Linked DNA regions of Zea mays: region 1 is linked to region 2. The links are chromatin contacts, called in public Hi-C maps. All regions are on one chromosome and are shown on one strand. Each heading gives the region's core, a stretch centred on a gene start, on an enhancer-like site or on the middle of the called end of the contact. The rest is flanking DNA. Distances are from core to core; before and after follow the strand shown.

The links. Hi-C and Micro-C count contacts between places; a contact is called where the count stands out from the background.
Region 1: a Hi-C map of ear shows a contact between it and region 2, with 1.7 times the contacts expected there. The contact joins the promoter of LOC103629707 here to the promoter of LOC100273200 in region 2. A contact is called at or near these places in 6 of 25 Hi-C or Micro-C datasets (ear, endosperm, leaf and 3 more).

What each region holds. Positions count from the first base shown.
Region 1 is chr6:106,809,798-106,815,284 of Zm-B73-REFERENCE-NAM-5.0, reverse strand. LOC103629707 (heptahelical transmembrane protein 1) reads right to left here and starts at 3,493. Exons shown (of 4, transcript NM_001346971.1): 1 at 2,744-3,493; 2 at 2,539-2,634; 3 at 2,096-2,150; 4 at 418-1,380. The coding sequence starts at 3,042. The coding sequence ends at 706.
Region 2 is chr6:106,566,632-106,572,287 of Zm-B73-REFERENCE-NAM-5.0, reverse strand. LOC100273200 (Sterile alpha motif (SAM) domain-containing protein) reads right to left here and starts at 3,913. Exons shown (of 1, transcript XM_008650816.4): 1 at 2,796-3,913. The coding sequence starts at 3,658. The coding sequence ends at 3,053. LOC103629704 reads right to left here. Exons shown (of 9, transcript XM_023300363.1): 9 at 5,075-5,656. The coding sequence ends at 5,326. It overlaps LOC100384866 (isoleucine--tRNA ligase, cytoplasmic), which reads left to right. Exons shown (of 27, transcript XM_008649996.4): 23 at 1-97; 24 at 172-237; 25 at 1,734-1,839; 26 at 1,968-2,059; 27 at 2,147-2,481. The coding sequence ends at 2,248.

The sequences.
Region 1 (5,487 bases), core at 2,244-4,743, 240 kb before region 2:
CACGCCATGAATGGGTTGGCAATCGGCACTCGGCAGCGCCGTCCCGGATGCCGACGGCGACGACGCCGGCCGGCAGTATAATGGCCGGCCGATTGGACCGACTGCCAGCCGGGCATGACAACTGCGAGCTGCACGGAATGAGAGGTCAGTCAGAGCCAGGTCCGTTGGGTTGTTGGACGGGTCGGCCGCCCATTTATGAGACGAGCCCGGCCGGTGAGAGTCGCTCCACCTGTACTGTACCTGTGCTACCGGTCTCGACGTCGCGTCTAGGCTACTCCGCCTGACCTGAAAGCAACCGGATGCTGCACGGATCGGAGTAGCCCATCCGCTCGCGTTATCGTCGATGGCAACACAGACAGATCGACGCGAAACCTCCGTTTTGATTTTTTTTTTTAAAAAAGAACTTTTGGATTTGCATTTTCAAACCGATCGAAAGAATGTATTAATCAATCATTACTCGATGAGCTTCGTCTATGTACAAATTGACAAGGAATCTGTGACTGACGCCAATCAACTCTCTGTCATTAACGATGAATCTCGCACACTTGCTGCTGCTGCTGTAAGGAAAAGGTGTAAACAAAAAAAAATATGGTTTAGTTTCTTCTTTCCCAATCATCATATCGTATCGATCACTGGACGGACACCCGCAAATATAATGTCGTCGCGGGCAAGCATCCGGCCGGCGCGCCCGTACTGTCTGAGCACCTAACTGGCCGGGCAGCCCATCTCGTCGCGAGCCCTGAGGAACACGATGGCGGCGCCGTAGTGCGCGAGCGCGCCGGCGATGACGAGCGCGTGGAAGATCTGGTGGCTGTGGCCGGCGAGGTCGAAGGCGCCGGGGCGCCAGCGCTCGGGCACCCGGGCGAGGTAGAACGCGGTGCCGACCAGGTAGGACGCGGCCATGGCGCCCTCGTACGCCAGCGTGACGTTGCGGCGCGGCTCGTGCCAGTTGGCGGCGGCCGCGTGCGCCGCGGGGACCACCCCGGACAGGCCCATGCCGACGAACAGCAGCGCGCGGCGGGCGCGGTAGCGCGGCGCGCTCAGGCGGGGCGACATGAGCGCGTACACCGTGCCCGCCCCGGCCGCCGTGATCGCCGACAGGTACGCCGCCCGCCAGCGCGGCTCGCACTGGAAGATGTAGTAGATGGGCGGGAAGAAGGAGACCACGATCATGACCGCGATGCCCGTGTAGTCGAGGCGGATCAGCAGCAGGTTCAGCCGGTGCGAGTGGCACGACAGCAGGTGGCACGCGCTGCTGCTCAGCAGGCAGAACATGGCCCCCGCCAGGAACACGAAGAAGGGCCACCGCGTCGTCTGCGACGCCACCGCCGTGCCATGCGAGGCCAGGCTCGGGTTCGTCTGGATGAACATGGCCGCGCCCTGGACGTACGGATATGGCGCATGGCATGGCATGCATCGAATTCGAATCCCAAGTTAATATCGTTATTGATTTGATGGCATGTAAAGGCTATCAAAAAAATCAACTAAAAAGAGATGACTACCCTACTACTAGCAGTACGTAGTAGCATGTTGGAATTAACATCTGAAAGCAATATAATAGGCTGCATGCTCTAAGTGACTGTCAAGGTACACCCTGAATACTACATCCAACCATATATATTCTTTCCATTGAGGTTTGTACTGATTGAATACTTAATTTAGTTGCAAAGCAGTGAAAGTTACTAAAAGGCCATGCCAGCATACCATGTAAACGGTCGTGCAAATTACTGTTTTGCACGGTAAATTATTGTTTTAAGAGTGATGTTTCAAATATGGAATCGGATATGTAGTGAGGTAGAAAGTATGTTGGAGATAGTCTAAGTTCGTCTACACTAAGTCAGGACTCATGACAGCAGAGGCTCACCCACCCACCCTTGCCTACCATATCATGCACATCAGAACAAACAAACAGCACCAAACCAGTACAAAACAAAACTGATGCATTCAGAGTAGCAGGCAGGACAGGATCTCCTTTCCTGCTCATGCGGATCTAACCAGGGCACTTCTTTTTTTTTTTTACTGCAATCCAGTATATATATTCTCCTAGCTAGAACTACCAGCAGCAAGAGAGAGACGGGGTGGGAGTTTTACTCACTGATAGGACATCTCCAATATTGCTGGAGACATTTTCAGCGACCTTCGAGATTGGCCTGCACAGCAACAAAGGGGCCCAACAAAAAAAAGCAGAGAAGATCAGTTTTTACAAGTAACAAGGTAACTTCTCAATTATGGAATACAAAATCTCATCCTAGCTGAAGCAAAGTGTTTTGGAACGGAACCGAAAGTGAATTGGTGAGACTTTTAGAACACAGCTGAAGTTACTAGCTCAGAAATTAAGAAGGTTCAGTACAAACGCACAAGAACCGTGTGCCTCTGGACCAGAGCCTAACGCTACGCGTGGTGTTCTCATCTCAATCGCCACTGGATAATGGCATGGCTGGGGGATGGATGGGAGCCTCGAAACGCCGAGCAATTCGCACAGTAGCTGAATTAATCTGAAGAGGAGTAGGAGGAGGAGGAGGAGCAGCAGCAGCTCACCAGGAGAGATGCCCAATCAGATCAGCCACCTGGGGGAAGTACTGGCCGAGGTGCACCAGGGTGAGACCGAAGAAGAGCATGAACCCGAGCAGGTGCCTGCACCCACAAGACCAGAGTACCAGACCACTACTGGTTTCAGCAGGCAGGAAACCATGCACGCACAGGAACGAAGAAGAAACGTCGAGACGGCCCGGGCCGTACGTACGTCCAGACGTTGATGGTCTCGTTGTGCCAGGAGAAGAGGCTGAGCACGGCGTTGAGGACGGGCCACTCGGAGCGGTAGTAGTTGAGGATGAACTCGTTCTCCTTCATGTACTCGGGCAGCTCGTGGTAGCTCACCAGCGCGTACTTCTTCCTCCCGCCTTCCTCCTCTCCCTTCCTCGGCTGCCTCCTCCGCCGCCTCTTGCCCCTTCCTCCTTCCTCCTTCATGGCCGCCGCCGCCGCCGCCGCTGCTTCTTGGTCGGCGTCGGCACACACTGTGGTGGCGACCTCCTCACTCGCCATGTGTGCCCACAGCCCACGCCTTGCCGCTCCTCTCTCTGCACCTCCCTAGCTGCGCGCCTTCTCTCTCTCTGGAATTATCAAGGGGGGCAGGGAAGGCTTGATAAAGGCCTGGAGCTAGCACCGCAGAGCGATATGGTGTGAGGCTGTGAGCTGCACTGCACTGCACGCAAGCAGGCAAGGCAAGGCAAGGAACGCAACGCAAGGCTGAAGTGGTATTTAAGCTGCTTTACGTACTGGCCTCTGGATTTATCTCCCCGACATGAAGCGAAACCCCGAAAACAAATGTCCAGCACCACCACTGTGTTGCTCCAGGGGGCCAGGCCAGGCGGCCAGGCCAGGCCAAGGCTCACATGCCAAGACAACACACACGAGGGGAAAGGAGGGGGCCTCATTGCTTCGAAGGAGACGTGGACAAATACAGGTAGGGCAGGAGCACAACCCACGACACTGCTGCACTCATGCTAGCAGCTCTCCTATCACATTTTTCTAATTCAAATTTCACTGTATAAACAGAGCATAAAACAGAAGTAAAAGGTAACATAAAAAGGGGGAACACAACGACAGAGTTCACTGGCATATTTAATTCTCTGACTGGACCATTTTAATGCCACAGAAACTTGAGTAGATTGCTAGTGCGGCATTGGCATTGGCATTGGCAGGATACAGTTAGTTGTGTGTAGCTGTTGCTGCTGGCGGCCGTCGCTAGCCCTTGAGTTTGAGTTTGAGTTGACCCGCTTTGGCTTGGTGCTTGCTGGCCACCCATCTACACCCACCTTCCCAACCGCCGCAATGAATTCTCCAGCGAATTCTCACCGCCGCTGCCGAGAACCTGGAGGCCCTGCCTGCCGCCCACCTGCAGGCCTCTTCCTTCCTTCCCGCTGTGGCGTGCGGGCAACCCGTTGGAACGCCGAGAAATAAAGCGCGGCGGCGGCGTCATGGTCCGGCGCTGGCCCCGCCGCCCAAGCCCAACTGGTTTGGTTGGGTTGGGAGCTCGGTCCGGCAAGGCAGCGGGGTCGTTCTGACTTGTGAGTTCTGGCGGATGGCTGTATTTCCTCCCAGTCACCGGCGTGATTATGAGCCTCTTGAGCCCTTGACGAGGTGATCGGTGCGGCACCGACAGTGCAGTGCAGTGCACGCACAAGGATCCGCAGGTTGTCTAATGAGTTATATGCGGTGGTCCGAGAGGTTCCGATGGGTTTCAGACCATACATCATCCAAGTTGGTGTTCAAACGGCTAGTAGTTCTGAGTTCTGACACGATAATATAATAGTTGCACTTGTCATCAGATCGTGTGAGATGGTGTTCGTCGGTCAGTATGACTAGTGGGGAATATGTGTTGGGCTTTTTGGGTCATCACGAGCACGATCCAAAAACAGAAGCTTAAAACACGGTTCGGCACGAAATAATATGGGCCGAGCTAGCATGACCCGAAGCGGGCTTGGGCCGGGCCTCAAATTCCGACCCATCGGGCCAGCACGGCCCGCACAGATGGACCGGGCTTGGGCCGGCACAGCCCAATTAAGCTCAATTTGTTTAATTTCTTTAATTTAGTAAGATATCGACTTTATGTTGTTGTGATATTTGGAGTTTATGTGATCAAATAATGCTAGAATTGTTTAATATCTTTAATTTAGTAAGCTATAAACTTTATGTGGTAATATTTTGATATTATGTGGTCAAATATACAGGCCGGGCTTGGGCCGACACGGCCCAACGAATGCACGACGTGATTTAGGGCCGAGCTAGACCACTGTTTTTGCACTTCGGGCTGTCACGGCATGACCTAAAATTTTTTGGACTTTTTTGGTCCGAACCCGTTTAGCACGATAGGCTTGGGCCGGGCTGGCCCGGCCCCGCTCAATTCACAGCACTAAGTATGACGATCACGGATTCAACGTAAGTTGCTTGTAATAGCTAGTTCATCGATTGATGGCTATATAAATAACCAACCAAGCAGCTAACACGCCAGTCCTTACCCCTCATTTGACCTTACCCCTCATTTGATAAACAAAGTTATATATATTATATGGAGAGAGAGAATGATCCACTGCTGAGTAGGAAGAGACTTGCAAGTCGGATTTCACGAGATTAGCTACCTTGCTAGTGCAGGCAAGAGTGGTTATTGTGCACCCATTGATCTCATTGGTCTTACTAGCTAGAGTCAAGTGAGAATTTGTACTTATTTCTCTTTGTGATCAACATTACCTAGATAATTTAGTGATGATTAGAGTGTGGTGATCACCTTCAAAGGTTGTGGCCTGTGGGTGACCCGACTTAGGACGGGTGCACAGGTGTGAGCGATTTACCATACTAAAGTGAAGAAAAACTAACTCGTAAAAAGCACTTAATCCCTACACGGACCAAGGGAAACCGACATCCTTGCACATCAACGCATATGCTCCAACTAAAATTAGTGGAGAGTGTCGAGTCTCCCATGCCTTGGAA
Region 2 (5,656 bases), core at 2,664-5,163:
GAAGACTGCTCAGCTTGAACCTGCTGATCCAGTTGATGTGTATTACGAATCTGTGGGCAGTGACAAAAACACACTGGAAGAGATTTTGAAGTCACAGGTAAGTTATAACCGGTTGATCAACACGATACTTATTTTGGAATATCTTTTTCATGAATAGTTTATTCTGTACAGGATCAGTATATTAGGGACGCACTTGGTTCACCAATTATGCCAAAAGAAATGGCACCAACAGATGATGTAAGTTTCGATCGATCCTCAATTCTTTTTGTTGTATCGGGGCTTTTCAAATTCAACTCGAATGCCTACTCAATCATATGCCCCCTTGGTATCTTCAGTTCTTCACCAGTATTTGCTTTTGGTTGTAGCTTAGGCCCTGTTTGTTTACCCTCTAGAATATATAATCCAGCTTAAATAAGTTGAGAGTTAAACAAACAACACAGATTATTAGGTGGATTATGTAATCTAGATACCTAGATTATAATAATCCATAAGCACATCAATAGTTGCTTATATAATCCATAAGCTAGATTATATAATCCTAGACAGGGCCGTTCCTGACTTTTCAGGGGCCCAGTGCGAAATCTGATATAGAGATCCACACACAAATATATATAATTATACATACAATATCGAATATTTAACGTATAAAAATTATTATACATTGTTTTGATGTTTATAAGATAACAAATGTAAAATATAGCCAAAAACACTTACTTCTCTTCTGATATCATTAAAAATATCTTCTAACATTTTGTGATACAAAGTCATCGCTTATATTATTGAGATCAATTTCATTCAACAACTTTTTTTCGATATATAGAATCGCCAAGTCATTTAACCTCTCTTAAGCTATTGTTGACCATAAATAGTTCAAAAAACATTTCAATTTTAAAAAGCTTCTCTCTGCCGGTGCAACCATCATGTGTATAGTAAATAATACTCTATCTATATTAAAATAAAATTCGTTTTGTTTCTTTAGTGGATTCATCATCATCTAGTTGAATATAAACATAAAAATCAAGAGCTAAAACAAATATTATTTTGAAACGGATAGAGTATTCGATAAGCAATTGAGACATTAGTTTAATAATTTAAACGAGACTGGTTGAAGTGCATCACTCTTTGCGTATTTGTGTCTAGAATAGATAAATTTAACAGGAAAAAATGCTAGCGTCTAATGGCTAGGGGGCCCTCTGATTTTGGGGGTCCGATGCGGCCGCACCTTCGGCACCCCCACAGGGACGGCCCTGATCCTAGAGGGAAACAAACAGGGCCTTAGTATAATACTCCATTTCTTTAGGAAGTGGTGTGCCCTTAAGGTTAGTTTGGAAATATAATCCTCTCCGGGATTCACGGGGATTGGAGGGGAAATTAAAAGCTAATTTTCCCTCCAATCCCCGGGAATCCCGGAGGGGATTTAAGTTTCTAAACTAGTCCTTAATGCATGATACACAACTCTATTCAGGAAAATAGTATACTGCGTTTGGATACCCGTATTCTGATATGTCCTTTATTTCCATGGCAACGGGTTTTTTTTTATTTAAGTTTTTTGTCATAATATGCCGAAGTAGAAACAAATCTTTCTTTTGCTTGGCCTAGCTTGCAAGTTTGACAAGCTATTTGATGGACAAATCAACAGGCTGCACATGTCTGATCTACATTTTGAGCCTTTCCTGTAGGATCACAGAGGCAATATGGGCAATATTTAGAGTTTATCAAACTGTTGTTTGCAGGTAATACTTGGCGAGGAGTCTCACAATGTACATGACATGTCATTTGTCATATGCATTGCAAGGTCCACCCCTATTCTTGCACCAGATCTTCTTTCTCATGCCTCAGGTAAGTCTTGCTGAATTCAGATTACAAATTGTGAACTCTACCCATGCAGGCACTAGCTATTTCACTTTTGATACTGTGTGGTCCTGTGGACAGTCCGAGTAATGCATGCACGTACTCTGATGAAACAGGCAAAAGCAATCATGTGGAGGCGTTGAGAGTATATCTTCTGTCAAGGTCTCTTTCCAGATTGAAGAACCAGTTCCAAGCTGGAAAGGGCATGGTAAGCAGTCAACGCCGTATGCTTTCTTCCTTTTCAGAAAAAAAAAACTACTCCTTTGTGCTCATAGCTTGCCTACATCCTTTCCAGATTACAGTTGACTGCATCGAAGGTTATCCACCGGTCAGTTTACTGCTAGGAAAGCACGTTTTCCTAAGTGCAGGGGATTTTTATCTGGCTAGTCGATCCTAGTTTCGTTTGCTGCATCCCAATTTTGAGCTGCTTCACCCATTGTTTTGCCGCAATCAGCTTAAAACAGCTTGGTTCCATTTATGCATCTCACCAAAGTCATGTATTCAGTAAAGGTGAAAGTCTCAATGTATGCTAATATGCTATAGCATGACATGTAAGCTAAGATTTTCAAATACCTGGCTATGGGTTCCCATAGGTGATAGCATGTTTGTTTGCAATCTCTTGGTTTTCGACGTTTTTTTTTTGCTGAAACTGCGGCATAAAAACGACTACAACACTATTGCTACGTTACGAGCTTTTTTCGTGTGATGATGACGAAAATAATCGCTATATACTACCATATAGAAAGATAACGTTGTAATTACGATTTGTATAATCTGGTCTGGAGAGTAAAAAATGGTCTTGCGATGGCAATGGTCAGGCATACAGGTTACAGGGTTCTAAACAGACTCAACCTGCAGTCTGCGACCCACGAGCATCCTCACCGTCCTCACCATTTTTCCACCAAACCAAATCACCCCACTAGGAAAACCCGGCTGGTCTCTGATTCGTGCTGAAGCTTAGATACTGCAAAACCGACGGGGGAAATTACACATTTTCGACATTATTTGCTCAACATTACGAAACACGCATTCTTCCTTCTCTTCTCAGGGAACTGAAAACGACGAACACCACGGTTGAGAGTTTACTAAAATCCTCTCCACCACAATTCCACAAAAGCAAAGCTATGACAACGACTGACGCAGCAGCACCGAACCCGAGCTGCCGGAGATCGGAGAGGAGACAAGCAAAGCAACTTTATCTTCACGTGGGTTTGAGGTCCTGAAACATGGAGTCCCACTTGATGTCGTCATTGCCGGTGCCCGCGCCGCCCTCCTCCTCCTCCTCCGTTCCGCACTCCTCGTCGTGGAACATCAGGCTCGCCTTCGCCGACGACAGCCTCGCGCCGCCGCCGCCGCTGAGGCCGCCCGCTCCGGCGACGGCAGCGGCGCCGTCGGTGATCATGAGCACCATCTTCTTGGCGGCGCTACCGGTGCTCTTCCGCTGCACGGCGCCGACTTGGACGGCGTCGTCGCCGCTGCAGATCCTCGGGACGACGGCGGCGACCGACGACGGCGCGCCCCGCCTTGCGCCGCCTCCGGCCAGCCGGCGCACGCACCGCGACAGGCACCTGGTGGCCCTGCGCGCGAGCCGCGAGCCCGACGACGCGGCGGCCTGCTCCTTGGCCAGCTTGAGGATCTCGAGGCGGTGCTTGGCGACGGCGATGCCCATGCTCTTGAGCAGGTCGTGGTCGAAGTGCGCCGCGTCCCCGGGCTCCAGCTCGTTCCGGCTGAAGAGGCGCCCGTACTCGTGCGCCAGCGCCGGCGCCAGCCCCGTCCGCGCCAGCCACGCGCACCAGTCGTCGTCCATGGCGTATTGGCGTTGCAGGCAGCCTGCCCTCAGCTTCCCTGTCCACCAACCTACACTTCCCGCGCGGCTGAGCGGCCAGTGAGCACACAGGACAGGACAGGACAGGACAGGAGTACAGGACCCAGCGCCCGCACTCACTGCAGGCCCCCTCACTGCCCGGCTCGCCGCAACTACTCGCGCGCTAGGATTTATAGGAAGGCATGCACAGCACAGCACAGGGCTAGAAGCTCGCGGCTGCAGAGGCGTTGCACGGCCAAGCTCACATGCTTTGCCTTGCCTTGGCACATGACAAGGCTGCCTGCCACCTCACGCGGATTCAGCGAGTTAAATTCGTGGACGTAGCGCTGTGGCGCCAACGCGGTATGTACATTACATACAAGCAAGCTTGGCTTCGGTGCACGGGTACAAGTAACCAACAGATGACGAAGCTCCAAAGGCTGTCAGCAGGCTGATCGATCTGATGACGCAGTTCGCGGTCCACCATCTCCATCCTGCCACCATGCACCACCAAATCTTGTGGGCACGGGCACGGGCACGGCCTCTCGATTGGTCACATGCATGCCCCTGCAAAGTGCGTGGAGCTGCTGCAGCTAATGGATGCTGGCTCTCCTTTACAGCATGAATAAACTAAGGCGGCCCGGTTTGAATCGGCTAAAAAGTTAGAGATAATTATTAGCTCTAGTGCATTTAAATAAGGGCTAAAAAATTTACTAGCGTGTGAGGGCTGTTAAAAGTTGCCGGGCGGGCACTTTGTGGCCGGCACACTCTGCTGCATTGTGCGGAAGGCGCATGTGTGATATGTAATTCTCTATCCACTTGAGACTTCATTTGAGATGTCTGAGGGAGGGTGGCACGAGCCGGGAAGGAGAAGGACGACGGACACGGAAGGGACGGACGGGCGACGACGTGGGTGGTGGCCCACGGGCCCTACATGTCTGTTACAGTGCGTGTTACTGCTTCGTTTTGGTAGAAAATTCGGGAGCGACCTAGGATTGTACTAGTAGTAGTAGCAGAGAAAGTCACGAGATCGATACGTAAAAGATTAGGCATGGGCGAAATTTGGACTGAGTCGCAGTTGGAATCTATAGCTAGACTGGCTGGAGCTGCATGCCTCAAACAAATGCGACGGCTATAAATGACTCTATCTTCTTGGCATTGTTTGCATCGTTCTGTATAAGGCCTTATTCGTTTGTGTCGGATTGCACCCGGAATCGTTCCAGCTAATCAAAATTTATATAAATTAGATAAACAATCCGGTTATGAATCGTTCTGACCCACCAATCCGAGACAAATGAACGAGCCGTAAAAAAACTCTGCCTTTTGAGTTTGTTTAGCCATGCCAACTTTCACGCCAAGAAGGGTTGGTTTAGTTGTAGCCATGCATGGTTTTGTTTTGACAAACAATCAAACCAGATCTTATCAAACAGGCACACTGGTGTGGTTTGATCCAATCCAAGAAGGTACCTTATTCGCGTAGCCACTCATGTACAGTTACCACAGTACAAGGACACATTTATATACTTTACAGAATTGTACTGCCAAAACTGCTCGGAATCCATTTTCTCCCCTACCGGACCTGCACTGGACCGTCGTCGTCACTGTGCTCGAGAGGTCCGATCCGATCCGTCAGCGTCTGGTCGATGACCAAGCTTGTGTTTACACTACAGCTACACTCGCCTGTACGGCCGTCTGGGGCTGTTGAGCAGCACCTTGTCCTCGATGGGGAGCCTGTACGGCGACACCTTGAACCGCTCGCTGTCCCGCCGCCGCCGCCGCTCCCGGGAGTGCACGAGCCACGCGGCCGCGGCGAGCATCCCGGCCGCCGACGCCGCGAGCAGCGCCTGGTACACCCGGCGGCTGTCCCGCCGCAGCGGGGGGCAGCCGCGCTGGCCCACCGTCCGGAACGCGCGCCGCACGGTCACGCAGCTCGCGACGTCGGCCAGGGCCGGGGACTGCCGCCTCAGCCCGTCGCTGAGGCCGGCCACGGCGACCATCTGC